2 separate regions of the Sus scrofa genome follow, and region 1 is linked to region 2. Evidence: chromatin contacts called from public Hi-C data. All regions are on one chromosome and are shown on one strand. Each heading gives the region's core, a stretch centred on a gene start, on an enhancer-like site or on the middle of the called end of the contact. The rest is flanking DNA. Distances are from core to core; before and after follow the strand shown. Region 1 has its middle 16 kb from the start of ANKRD28. Region 2 overlaps BTD (biotinidase).

Region 1 (6,792 bases), core at 975-3,474, 170 kb after region 2:
AGATCCAGAAAGCCCAAAGGACTCCTCAAAAAATAAAACAAAACAAAACAAAACAAAAAAACCACTTCAAGACACACTAAAACAGAGCAAGAGAAAAGTGACTCGTCACGTACAAGGGAATCCTCCTCCTAAGACTGCACAGGCTAGCTCATTAGAAAGGATGCTGAGCAGCAACATTAACACAGAAGAAAATAAAACCTTCTGGAAATGGTAAACATGTAAACAAATGCAGAACACTATCATACCATAATGGTGGTGTTTAATGCTTATTTCTAGTATAAAAGTTAAAAGTCAAAAACATTAAAAATAAATACAAAATGTGTTAATGGACACAAAATACAAAAATACGTAAATGGTGACATCAATAACACAGGGTAGGTGGCAAGAAATTACAGTTTTTATAGGAGATTAAATTTATCAGCTTAAAATATCTGTCACAGAACTAAAAGACATATATAGAACATTCTGCCCAACACCAACAGAATATACACTCTTTGCAAGCAAAGAACATTCTCCAGGATAGATGACATCTTATGCCACAAAGTAAATTTTAATAAATTTGAGAAGAAACTAATAATCCACAGCAGAAGGAATACTAGAAAATGTGGAAATTAAACACAGTCTTGAACAACCAGTGAGTCAAAGAAGGTATCAAAAGGGAAGTCAGAAAGTATTTTGAGACAAAAATGAAAACATAACATACCAAAACTCATCAGATGTAGCAAAAGTACTAAGAGGGAAGTTTATACCAAAAAAATACCAACATGAAGAAAGAAAGATCTCAGAGATTCCACTCTGCCTCAGCAGGTTAAGGACCAGACATTGTCTCTGTGAGGATGCAAGTTTGATTCCTGGCCTTGCTCAATGGGTTAAGGATCCAGCATTGCTGTTAGCTGCAGTGAAAGTCACAGATGCGGCTCAGATCTGGTATCGCCATGGCTGTGGCACAGGCCACAGCTGCGGTTTCGATTCAATCCCAGGTCTGGGAATTTCCATATGTCATGCGTCCATAAAAAGGAGAAGGAGGGAGGAAGAGTTCCTGCTGTGCAAAGTGATTAAGAATCCAATTGTGGGACGGGTTGCTGCAGAGGTGCAGGTTCAATCCCCAGCCTGGTGCAGTGGGTTGAAGGATCTAGTGATGCCACAGTTGTGGCAGAAGTCACATCTGCAGCTCAGATTCAATCCCTGGCCCAGGAACTTCCATATGCTCTGGAGAATGTTTTCATAGGTATGAAGACTAGAAACATTTTCCTAGGATATAATGGCTGTGAGCAAAGGGACAGCTAGCTATACTTGAGAAGTCCTGTGGAGAAGCACGTACTTATGAAAACAGTGAGTTTCAGTGAAGACAGGAAATGGAATGGGCTTTCTGGGAAGAGAGTAGATTCAAGAGTTATAAATGAGAACTTAAGATCTAAGTCAATATTGAAATGACTGTTTTCAGACTTCAGTCTTAAAAAACAAAAAACTGTTTCCTTTGAAAAGTATGAAAGCAAATTTTAACAAACTGAACATAACAATATGGGTAGTTTCTTAGAATATACCCAGTATATCAAAACTAAGGGGGGGGGGGCCCTACCTCATTATAAAATATGTACTACTGTATTTAGACAGTATTTTTTAAGGTTAGACTATTTTCTTCATAAAAAGGTATTTATAATTCAGACTAAAGGCCAGAATGAATTAAAGTTTTTTACATTGTATTACCTGTAAAAATATCCTACTTGATCACCTATTAGTACAATTTGGGGCTGGAATTTATGCTAACCAGCAGCATGTCTGCCATGTAACTTATGTTTACCAGGCCCATGAGAAACACATTCTCTGACATATCATTGCATTATTATTTATGTAATGAATAATCTTTTAGCAACTGTCTCAAAGACAACTTAGGCTGAATACTACAAAGTAGTAGTGTATACGATTCATATTTTAAACAGGCTGAATTTCTGCTTTCCTTTAAAAAAAACTGAGGAAAGGTTATTTGCAATTCATTCTGGTTTCTACAATGGAGTGACACTGAGATAAATATAGTATCAAGTTACTGTACTTTAAAAACCAAAGGAAGAAAAATTTCAATTTAAAAATAAGTTGCTATGGTTACTCAATGTTTACCTTTATAAGCAATAATTACATGAGCCATCCACGGAATTCCCACAAGGGCAGTAAGATCAGTAGCTGAAGTGCACATGAATTATTTCAAACACCAATTGGGACTGCATACGCCAAACTTCCACCTCAAAGTAGCTACCGTTGGGAAATACTAAAGATGATGATTCACATTCTTCTAAACCATAGAAGGGTGGAGACAAAAATACTGAAAGTAACTATTTTCAAATCCAAGTGATGACTCAGATAGTTTACAACATTTTTCATATTCTTTAGTTTCCTCTATTAAAGAGTGCTATCTAAAATTTTATAAAGAAGTTTCTATTGTTGAAAGAAGGAAAGGGTGTTTCTAATGTGTCTCAGTCATGGAATTTTTCTGCATAAATAGATTTTCATGCCCTCGATAAACATGTACAAAGTCATGCTTATAACCTAATGTTATTTCAGAATAAAACAATGTCAATTCCTTTAAAGGTAGTCAATTTTTAACTTTGTAAGTGGAAAGAAGAGGGTCCCTGTCAGAATTGATAACAAGCTCATTCTTAAATAACTGGGTAGTTAAACGTGCTATCAGTTATTGTATGACAGAAATGTTTCTTTGGCCATGCCTCTGGCATACAGAAGTTCCCAGGCCAGGGATCAAACCCACACCACAGTTGCAGCCTGTGCCACAGCTGTGACAATGCTGGATCCTTAACCTGCTGTGCCACAGGGAATGTCCAATGACAGAAATTCTTTAGTCTGTTTTGTTCACAATGAAAACATTCAGTAATATAAGAATATCTATGAAACTTTGACTGCAATATAATTTTAATGTGACCTCACAATTACCAGGTTCATCATTACATCTAAATTGGCCTACCACCAAAAATATCTACTCTTCTGTGCAACAGACTAACAAATATGTTTGTTCTTTAATATTAGGGCTATCCTAAACTAAAATAGTATGTCACATCAAACTGGGTCAAACAATATCTTTACTGTTTTTTTATTGATATCTTATTATCATCATGAACAAAAAGTAGTAAAATAAGGTAGTTCCAAGGTGACTGATCTTTACTCAACACCATCAGGTAGAACACCTGAGCTCTTTCCAGCTCTTCTGTCAGACTCAACATGGACCTTTGCATATTTCCCTTTGTAGTCACTGCAAGGCATCATATCAGACACATACTGCTATCCAAGAGAAGGGGGAGTTTCCTTCTGTGTCTACCTTTTCAGATACAAAGAAGACTTCACAGAAGCTACCTAAACTGACTTCCCCCAAAATATGACCAGACTTGGCCAATCACATGTCCCTTTCTAAACAAATCATGACCAGGCAAAGAAGGATTACTCTGATTAGCTTACACTATTAGGGATTTCTCCAAGTCACATAAGCCAGGGGCAACCAAACAAAACTGGGACATGCAAGGAAGGAAGTGGGTAATGGCCAGTGAGTAGGCAACTAACAGTATATTATTTACTATATAGAAAGATTAAATCTTGGCATTTTATTTCAATAGTTTAATTTTACCACCATTATGAGATACTCTGAGGGCTCTGGAGATTTATTTTTAAAAGGGAGAAAAAACTAATCATCAATAATTTGTTTTGGGAAGGACCAAAGGCAATCATTTCACAAATGCTACTGAGAAAAGAAAACAGTACACTTTAGAATATGAACCTATATAATTACACTTTAATTTTAACCAATTAAAATCAAAGTTTTATATCAAAAATGTTTCCTATTAATCTCGCTTTTCTCCTTTATGAAAAGTAAATCTAATTACTAGACATAGGGTCAAACCGCATCTAGAGTAATGAAACCGAAACACATTCAAAGATGGCAGCCAGAATGATCGTGGATTTAAAAACCACATCCTAAGTGTCAGTAGAGCTAAAGATGTTTCATCTGAAAAGGAGCCAAGGAGAATATGATAGCTGTAAAACATCTGAAGTGCTATCATTGTGAAGAGATTTCAAATTGCACAGTTCTAGAAGTAAGAACTAGAATCAAGCAGGGAGATAAAATCTAGCTCAATGTAAGATAGTACTTTTTTACCTAGCATTATTTTATCTGAAGATGGAACAGGCTGGCCATTCATACTGGGCAGGGATGAACATCCCAGGTCACCTGAATACCTATGATGGTTCTAGGCACTTAATGGGTACTTAATTTGTGACAACATGCCTGCAAAATAGACCCCATTGCCCAGATAAATTCTGAGGCAGACAAGTTAAAACTCGAAATCGGTTTAATCACGTCAGCTAAGAAGTGGAGAAAACTGGATTCTTATCCAGGCCCATCTGTCTCCAAAGCCTGGCTCTTCCCACACATCACACACCTAAGAGAAGTTACATCAGCACTTGTTAAGGAAGCAAATGGGATTTCTGAGTTGGTGAGAACTGAGTGTCATCTGACTCCAAGCCCCTTTCAAAATTAAGATGTTTTAGAAACGAAAATTATTACTCCCCTCCACTTGTACCAGCACTTCCTAATTTAAGGATGTTTCACATCTGTTCTCATGCTGGTTCTTCACAGCAGTGCTGTCAGGTAAGTAAGCTGGGGAGGCATTCTCTCTTGGCATTCTCCCTCAGAGAGAAAGAGGACGACAAAGATGGATTCCTTGAACTTCCTTCTGACTAACCCCCAAAATATCTCTATTTGCAATTTTTCCCTCTGATCTTTCCTTCATTCAATAGTCATTTACTAAACACTTCTTCAATGCCAGGTACCAGACCTCAATGACTTTGCTGTATGATGGGGTGAACCTGTAGACACAGAGGGAAAAAAAGTACATTTACTCAAAAATATTTCAATCTTTTTTTTTTTTGGTCTTTTCTAGGGCCACACTACAGCATATGAAGGTTCCCAGACTAGGGGTCGAATTGGAGCTGTAGCCCCTGGCCTACACTAGAGCCACAGCAATGTGGGATCTGAGCCACTTCTGTGACCTACACCACAGCTCACAAAAACACTGGAGCCTTAACTCACTGAGTGAGGCCAGGAATGGAGCCCGCAACCTCATGGTTCCTAGTCGGATTTGTTAACCACTGAGCCACGATGGGAACCCCTATTTCAGTCTTCTTAAGAGACCTTATTTTATCAACTCCAACTCCTTTCTTACATCACTTTTAGTCCTCACTGCTGTCTCCATTCCTCTTATTCAGCCTTCAGAAAACTTCTCTGTTTCCCTAACAAGCTACTACTCCATTTTTTACTTGTTTCTTCCGTACTGCAGCCAAACTTCATGGTCAACCACCACTCAACTGATATTACGCTAAAGTCCTCAATGATAACAGACTGCAAATCTTCAGTTTTCTCAACTACTCTACAGTACCGGACACCAATAATATTTACTAAACTTTCTTGTTACTTTCAAAAAGTGTTCATCTATTTTTCTAAACCTTTTTCGGTCCCTTTCATTTGGCTTTGTTTCCATCTCTTATACTTAAGTATCTTGCCTCTCAGACCACTTTTCTTCCTCCTGGTCTACAATCTCCTCTGGGACAATCCCATCTATTTCTATAATATGAGCTATCATTTATGTGATACTTCCAAGTCTTTATTTCCAATCCTAATCTCCAGAAACAACTTCCGAATGCTCAATGGGCCCCTTTACCTGCATGTTCCATTATCTCAGATTCAAGGTGTGTCAAAATTCAGCTTACCATCTGTAGTCTACTTCCCCAAAGGATTTTTTCTGAAATTGCCAGGCTGGTTAATAGCAATGACACTATCATATACAGAGTGCCCCAGAACACAAAAAGAATTATCTAAAAGCCTTCCCTTACTTTATCTCCCACTTTGAGTCAGTTGCCAAGTTCCAGACATTCTACCTAAAATCTTCCTAAGCTCTCTTCACCCACAGTGACCTAGTGCAGACCCACTTCAGTCCCCACCTGAATTATCAAAACTACCTCCAAAATGGTCTCTCAACTCTTGGGTCTCCTTTCTCCAGTTCTGTAGCAGACATAGGTTCTTTCCCAAGAAGCCCTTGCATTAGGGAGTGCATCTGGTCCAGATACACAGGAGACCCAGGACTGGCCACATGTTTGTTAGTTCAGGAATGAACAATCTAAGCAGACATTTCCTGCCAAGAATACCATGAAAAATACTCTCTCTTTTCCTTTTGGGACTGTAAGGAAATGTAAGCTAACCTGCCTGTAGGAAAAAAAAAAAAAAAAAAAGGACAGAGCTTTAAAGAGGATGGGGAATGACAGAGACTCCACTGTCACCAAGTCCTGGATGGAGCTCTGCCTGACGATCCCTAGAGCCCAAAAAATCAAGTTCCTCTTGCATTCAGTTGGGATTTCTGACATTTGTACCTAAGAGTCCTGATTAACAATTTTCTATACCACCAGTTACTTCTCTAAATCATAAATAAAATACCTGCTTTTAGTCAACTAAATTTTACTAAAGTACACAACATTGAAGACACCCACCACCACCTTGTCTGTAAATTTCAAAAATATAAACATACTTGTTATAATTCAAATAACACCACAAAATTTCATACAGCTGTGTCACTGTATATGCTGTTCTCTCTGCCTAGAATGCTCTCTTCCTACCTGCTTAGCCACAAAATATATAGCAGGGTTGCATAAACTAAGGCTGGAAAATTCAGACAAGGGCCAATTCATGAAGGGTCTTGAATGCCATATTAAAGTATATACATTTAACTGCAAAATGGTGGGGAG
Region 2 (6,704 bases), core at 3,780-6,279:
TGTGAACGCTGTAGTATGGATGCTTGCTGCTTCTTTCCTTAGTGTCTGCTGGCTATTATTCCCTTAGTAGCAGTCGTAGTTGTCGTGACCAGAGTCTGCACTGGGTGTTGAGTTGGGCCCTCCTCTGCTCCAAGGTTGTCATTGCACAGCAAAGCCCCTTCAGGCTGTCTCTGCACAGCTGACCCCTATGCTCTCCCTGGGTGTGTCCTCTGAAGCCTGAGTTTCAACACACAGCCTCCAGATGTACCAGCAAGCATGCATCTTATGCTGAGGAGCACAGGGGCGGTGGGCTGAGCCATCTGTGCCAGTCTCCATCTGTTCTGCCTTCTGCCAAGCACTGTTGTGCTCTCCTCCAAGCCTCTGAAGCTCCCTTTCTGTCCCAGCTTATCTCCCCACCAATGAAGAGGCTTTCCAGGGTACAGGAACCTTTCCTCTTTCACAGCTCCATCCCAGGGAAGCATGTCCCATTCAGCTTTCTTTCATTTTTTTCTCTTTCATCCTACCCAGTTACATGGAAATCTTGTGATTTTTGGTGGTTAAGATATTCTGTGAGAATTGTTCTACATTTTTTTTTCTTGGCCATACCTGTGGCATGTGGAAGTTCCTGGGCCAGGGAGCAAACCTGCACCATAGCAGCAACCTGAGCCACAGCAATGATAACACTGGATCCTTAACCCACTGAGCCACCAGGGAAGTCCAGATGTATTTTTGATGTATCTTTGGAAGGAGGTGAGTTCTACATCCTACTATTCTACCATCTTTACTGGAGCCCTCCAGGATGATAAGCACTTTAAAAATTATTATTATTATTATTATTTGCTTTTTAGGGCCACACTTGCCGCATATGGAGGTTCCCAGGCAAGGGGTCGAATCAGAGGTGTAGCTGCCGGCCTACCCCACAGCCACAGCATCACGGGATTCAAGCCGTATCTGTGACCTACATCACAGCTCATGGTAATGCCAGATGCTTAACCCATGGAGCAAGGCCAGGGATGGAACCTGCGTTCTCATGGACACCAGTCAGACTTGTTAACTGCTGAGCCCTGACATGAACTCCCTAAAATTATTTTTTAAGAGCACCAAACTTTCCCTTTAAAAGATTTTAATTTCACTTTACATACCCAGTAATAGTGCACTAGTGCCTGTTTGCCCATCCTTTGGTCAATGCAAGATAGAATGGTCTTTTAAATTTTTCTAAATCTTATGCAGATGAAAAATCATACCTTATTATAATTTTAATTTGTGTCTCATGACGAATGAGATCAGGCATCTTCTCAGATGTTTGTTAGCCATTTGTATTTGTTCTTCTCTGAACCACCTGTTCATATCTGTTGCACACTTTCAGTAATGGTTACTTTTTTCTTATTGATTCATGATAGTTGTTTATATATTTTGCATACAGTACAGGTGCTTTTCTCTTTTGAAATTATGAAAGGCAGTATTTAAAAATTCCATTTATTTATACCTTTTCTTTCCTCTAGGTCCTCCAGCGCCTGAGTTGTATGGCTATCAAGGGACAAATGTTCCTGGTGGCCAACCTTGGGACAAAGGAGCCTTGTCATAGTAGTGACCCAGGGTGCCCAGATGATGGAAGATACCAGTTTAACACGAATGTCGTGTTCAGCAGTAATGGAACCCTGGTCAGTCGCTACCGCAAACACAACCTCTACTTTGAGGCAGCATTCGATACCCCTCTGGAAGTGGATCACAGCATCTTTGACACCCCCTTTGCTGGCAAGTTTGGCACCTTCACTTGCTTTGATATATTGTTCTTCGAGCCTGCTGTCAGCATCCTCAGAGACCCTGAGGTGAAGCACATCGTATATCCAACTGCCTGGATGAACCAGCTTCCGCTCTTGGCAGCCATTCAGATTCAGAGAGGTTTTTCCATTGCCTTTGGCATCAACTTTCTGGCTGCAAACATCCACCACCCATCCCTGGGGATGACCGGAAGTGGCATTCACACTCCTCTGAAGTCCTTTTGGCACCACGACATGGAAAGCCCTGAAGGTCGCCTCATAATTGCCCAAATAGCCAAAAATCCACCAGGTCTCATTAGCACAGGGAACACCACATCGAAGATGGACATAGCCCATAGCAAGCTTTTAAAAATCCTGGCAGGGGATCTATACTCTGAGAAGGACGCTGAGGACATCCACTGTGATGGAGCCCCTGAAGGGAACATGAGCGCTCCCCCCACATTTAACTCTGAAATGATGTATGACAATTTCACCCTGGTCCCTGTGTGGGGAAAGGAAGGCTACCTCCAAGTCTGTGCAGATGGCCTTTGCTGTCATTTACATTACCTGAGGCCCACCCTGTCCAACGAGTTGTATTCCCTGGGGGTCTTTGATGGCCTTCACACCGTGCATGGCACTTACTATGTGCAAGCCTGTGCCCTGGTCAAGTGTGGGGGCCTTGGCTTTGACACCTGTGGGCAGGAGATCACAGAGAGCACAGGGATATTTGATTTTCACCTATGGGGGAACTTCAGTACTTCCTATATCTTTCCAATGCTTCTGACCTCAGGGATGACCCTGGAGACCCCTGACCAGGTGGGCTGGGAGAATGGTCACTATTTCCTGAGGAAGAGTGGACTGTCCTCCGGCCTGGTGACAGCAGCTCTCTATGGGCGGGTGTATGAGAGGGACTAGGGATGTTGGGGTGGGCTCAGGCTGACATGTGGGCCCTGCACAGGCCAAAGCTCACAGCCCCGGGACCACCTTTCCCCCCGAGAACCCATCCTGGGAGCTGTGGGGGAAGCCAGGGAGACTGATTGCACTAGTGTCTCTTCTTCTTAAGTGCAAGTTAGTGAGATGTTTTCTGGTATTTTCTAATCATATATTTTTTCAAGCCACATCTTTCTCCAGCAGATCTTTCAGAACAGTTTTTGGGGTTTTTTTGTTTGTTTGTTTGTTTTTGGTCTTTTGTCTTTTTAGGGCCGCACTTGCAGCATATGGAGGTTCCCAGGCTAGGGGTCTAATTGGAGCTGTTGCTGCTGGCCTACACCAGAGCCACAGCAGCGCCAGATCTGAGCCGCGTCTGCAACCTACACCACAGCTCACAGCAACGCCGGATCATTAACCCACTGAGCAAGGGCAGGGACTGAACCCGCAACCTCATGGTTCCTAGTCGGATTCGTTAACCACTGTGCCACGACGGGAACTCCAGAACACATTGTTTTAAGAGCACAAACAAAAGTAAATGTAGTTTATACATGTCCACAAAATAGCAGGTTATGTGTTTCTTGTTTTTGTTGTTGATCAGGTGACACCCAGGACATAAAACTTCACAACCTCAGATGTTTTCTAGGGTAAGAAACAAACTCAAAGCAAAAGCCATACACGATATGGTTGCCACAGGGACTTTTCCATTCCGTTTGGCCAGAATTCATGCACATGGACGGATGGTGCCAGTGCCACCAGCGGCATCAGCACTGTGGATCCCGAGGAGCTTTTAAAAATAGAAGGGAAGGTTTTTCTCACATCTGCCTCCCTGTCAGGAATAGGAATGTGTCAGGCAGGATGCAGAATGACTGGAAAGAAAAGGGTGCAGTGCCCCAGAGAGAGAGGATGGAAGAAAGTGCAGACGAGAGGGCCGCAAAGGGAACAGATGAGTAATAGGATTCCTGCGAATAGCGAGTCTCATCCAGGGATTCCAGACACCTTAATAAATCACACTAGCTCTGGGCAAGGGCCTTCCAGCTGCCCCACTGCGCGGGATGGAATGAGGCTGTGGATTCCTTCCCAGCCCGCCCGCTCTTTGCAACGGATTGAAGAATGGCTGTGGAGGTTGGTCCACGTTAGTCTTTCATTTATTCAGTCACTCAGCAGGTGTCCTTGGAGAGCCCACCAGGGACGGAGCAAGGACCTCCCAGAATATGAACTGCAGATGCAGAATCGGTTTTAGGCCACTGATTTCTGTATTGTTTGTATCCAACCTTTCAAAATCATTTTGGCTCTATGCATGGTAACTGTTTCAGATCATTTTTAAAGTGGAAAATCATTTTTGAAGGAGAATGGACAGTTAGCGTTCTGTGATTTGTCTCTTCAATGTGTGGCTATTTAGTCTTATCTCCTTTATAAGTTAGGTTTTTAAAAACACTATGTGCACATATCTATACAAAATGAAAAACGAACTTTCCCCATCCCCCCACCTCCACTCCAGTGTGGCCTTCCAGATCCTTTTCTGGCTTTTAGGATAATACAGAGCGTAAATCCTAGAGTCAGACTGACCAGCTTTACTTTCTCGGCCTCCCTGTTCACTTTTCACTGCATAGATCTCGACTATTTGACCTTGTTATGCCTGGTTTTCTTACTCGTGGAATGTGTGTTGAATCAGATGGTTGAATTGTGGGAAAGAAGCAAAGACCCACTGACTCACTGCCCGCTTGGAAAAGCCTGGAATGAGTCAAGCCTTCAGGGAATTTGCAGGAACAGCTCAGAATTCCTGAGGAAGCCCTGGAAGGTCCCCCTGGAATAGGACGGGGACCTCTCCCTCCAGATGCCGTGCTGACCGAGCTGGCTGAGCCACGGGCTCCGGATGTGGCTGCCCTGCCCCACCCTCCCCAATGCCGCGTCCTTGCCCTCAACCCCAGGGAGACAGAAATTATCTCAGAAATGCATATTCTTCCTTCCTGCCAAGATGATTCAAGTCAGACAGACAGAGGACAGCCCTAAACCCAGACTTAGTGGAGCTGCTTCACCCAATAAACATTTATGAAGCACCTGCTGGATGCACATTCTGCCTTTCTGAGCAGAGCACCGAGAACTTCCCCCCAAGTTACTTTCTGCTGACAATTTACAATGAACGGCTCATGAAGTAGAAATGAGGCGGACAAGAAATGATGATTTTTACAATAAAAAGAAGTAGTTGCCAGATGGCAGAACAAAGTGGAGACCAGAGGGAAATGAGTAAAATAAATCATTTTCAGGAAAAAAAAATACCTATGACTCACAGTTGTGATATGCTTTTGTCGGCTTGTAGTCCTGAAACTCAGGAAGCAAGTGGCTATCTTGACCATAACATAGAGGCAGGAAATCAAATGTATTTTTGGTGGACTCAGGCTTGGCTGGGGAAGTGGCTGGTCTGTGCGGTTTCTCATGAAGGTGCAGATGTGCCTATTTGCGGTTTTCCTCACGGAGGAGGTGGCAGGCACTGTGAGCCTAAAGTGTCCCCTTCTTGGTGAAGGTGAAGCCATGCTCAAAGCCTGTCGGTCCCAGCACCCACCACACCCGGTCCTGAGGTGAGGGCCTGCCCACCACCCTGGGCCAGTGCTGACCCACAGGCCACTGTGCGTAGTATCTTGTGACCCCATGGCCACGGCACATGGGACTGAGAGTCAGCATCAGACCCAGGCCCAGCCAGTCACAGGGCTGTCCGGTAGCCAGAGGTGGCCACACAGAAGCCCTGCCCAGAAAGGAACCGTGACATTCAGAACTGCTCCAAACCAATCACACACTAAACGAACAAATGATTTCTCCACAAAGTGGATTTATATAGGCAAAACTTTTTTTAAGGTCCATATTAATTAATTAATTAATTGTCTTTCATCTTTTTTTTTAAGGGCCACACTCGTGGCATATGGAAGTTCCCAGGCTAGGGGTCGAATCAGAGCTGTAGCTGCTGGCCTACACCACAGCCACAGCCACGCCAGATCTGCAACCTACAGAGCCACATGTGCAACCTACACCACAGTTCACGGCAATGCCAGATCCTCAACCCACGGAGTGAGGCCAGCGATCGCACCCGCAACCCCATGGTTCCTAATTGGATTCGTTTCCGCTGCACCATGAAGGGAACTCCAAAGGCCCATATTTAAAACAAAGGCTGGGAGTTCCCTGGTGGCCTTAAACCTCTAGGGTTAAGGATCCAGTGTTGTCACTGCTGTGGCTTGGGTCACTGCTGTGATGTGGGTTCGATCCCTTGTCTGGGAACTTTTGCATGGTGCGGGCACAATCAGAAAGAATAAAGGCTGATGTGACATCAAGCTCTGTGAGCAGGACCACTGTGGAGGCTTCAGTCTTTTGTCGCCAATCCTCCCTCCTTTATTAATCACCTGTACCCATGTAACAAATTATCCCCAAACTCAGTGGCGTCAAACAGAGTTGCTGTGGGTCAGGGGTCTGGGAACAGCAGAGCTGTGTGGTTCTGGCCCAGGGTCGGGCAGGGCTGGGTTGGGGCCGTCACACAGGGTGCCATTGGTGGGGGTGGGAGCCGGGAAATGACAGGCTCAGAGCCTGCCAATGGGGTTTCCCGAAGCCCCATCACCAGCCATGAGGACTGGGGTGTCAGGGATAGAGTAAAGGACAAAGTAGGTAATTAAATAGTTAATCCCACTAGAGAATCATAGATCGGGAACTCTGGGAGACCCCAGAAGTTGATTACTCAAGAAAGTGGGCTTGGGAGTTCCTGTCATGGCTCAGGGGAAACTAATCTGACTAGCATCCATGAGGACGCAGGTTCAATCCTTGGCCTCGCTTCGCTCAGTGGGTTAAGGATCCAGCGTTGCCCTGAGCTATGGTGTAGGTTGCAGATACGGCTCAGATCTGGTATTGCTGTGGCTCTGGTGTAGGCTGGCAGCTACAGCTCCGATTAAACCCCTGGCCGGGGGACCTGTGGTCCTAAAAATCCAAAAAAAAAAAAAAAAAAAAAAAAAAGGAAGAAAGTGGGCTTGCTTAACAAAACCACGCAATAAAAGCATG

Evidence for each region. Hi-C and Micro-C count contacts between places; a contact is called where the count stands out from the background.
Region 1: a Hi-C map of embryonic fibroblasts shows a contact between it and region 2, with 1.6 times the contacts expected there. The contact joins two enhancer-like sites. A contact is called at or near these places in 1 of 47 Hi-C or Micro-C datasets (embryonic fibroblasts) and 1 of 2 datasets of contacts at active chromatin or transcription factors (skeletal muscle).

Annotation. Positions count from the first base shown.
Region 1 is chr13:3,069,762-3,076,553 of Sscrofa11.1, forward strand. It overlaps a transcript of ANKRD28 not described here. Among named protein-coding and RNA genes, the nearest start is that of ANKRD28, 16 kb to the left of the region's middle. Within about 2 kb of position 2,225, at least 12 of the 83 cell types and tissues checked have an H3K27ac peak or open chromatin away from gene starts, as enhancers often do. A contact at or near this core is called in embryonic fibroblasts, where this site is marked.
Region 2 is chr13:2,897,677-2,904,380 of Sscrofa11.1, forward strand. It overlaps BTD (biotinidase), which reads left to right. Exons shown (of 4, transcript XM_013981377.2): 4 at 1,482-4,943. The coding sequence ends at 2,654. Among named protein-coding and RNA genes, the nearest start is that of HACL1, 60 kb to the left of the region's middle. Within about 2 kb of position 5,030, at least 36 of the 83 cell types and tissues checked have an H3K27ac peak or open chromatin away from gene starts, as enhancers often do. A contact at or near this core is called in embryonic fibroblasts, where this site is marked.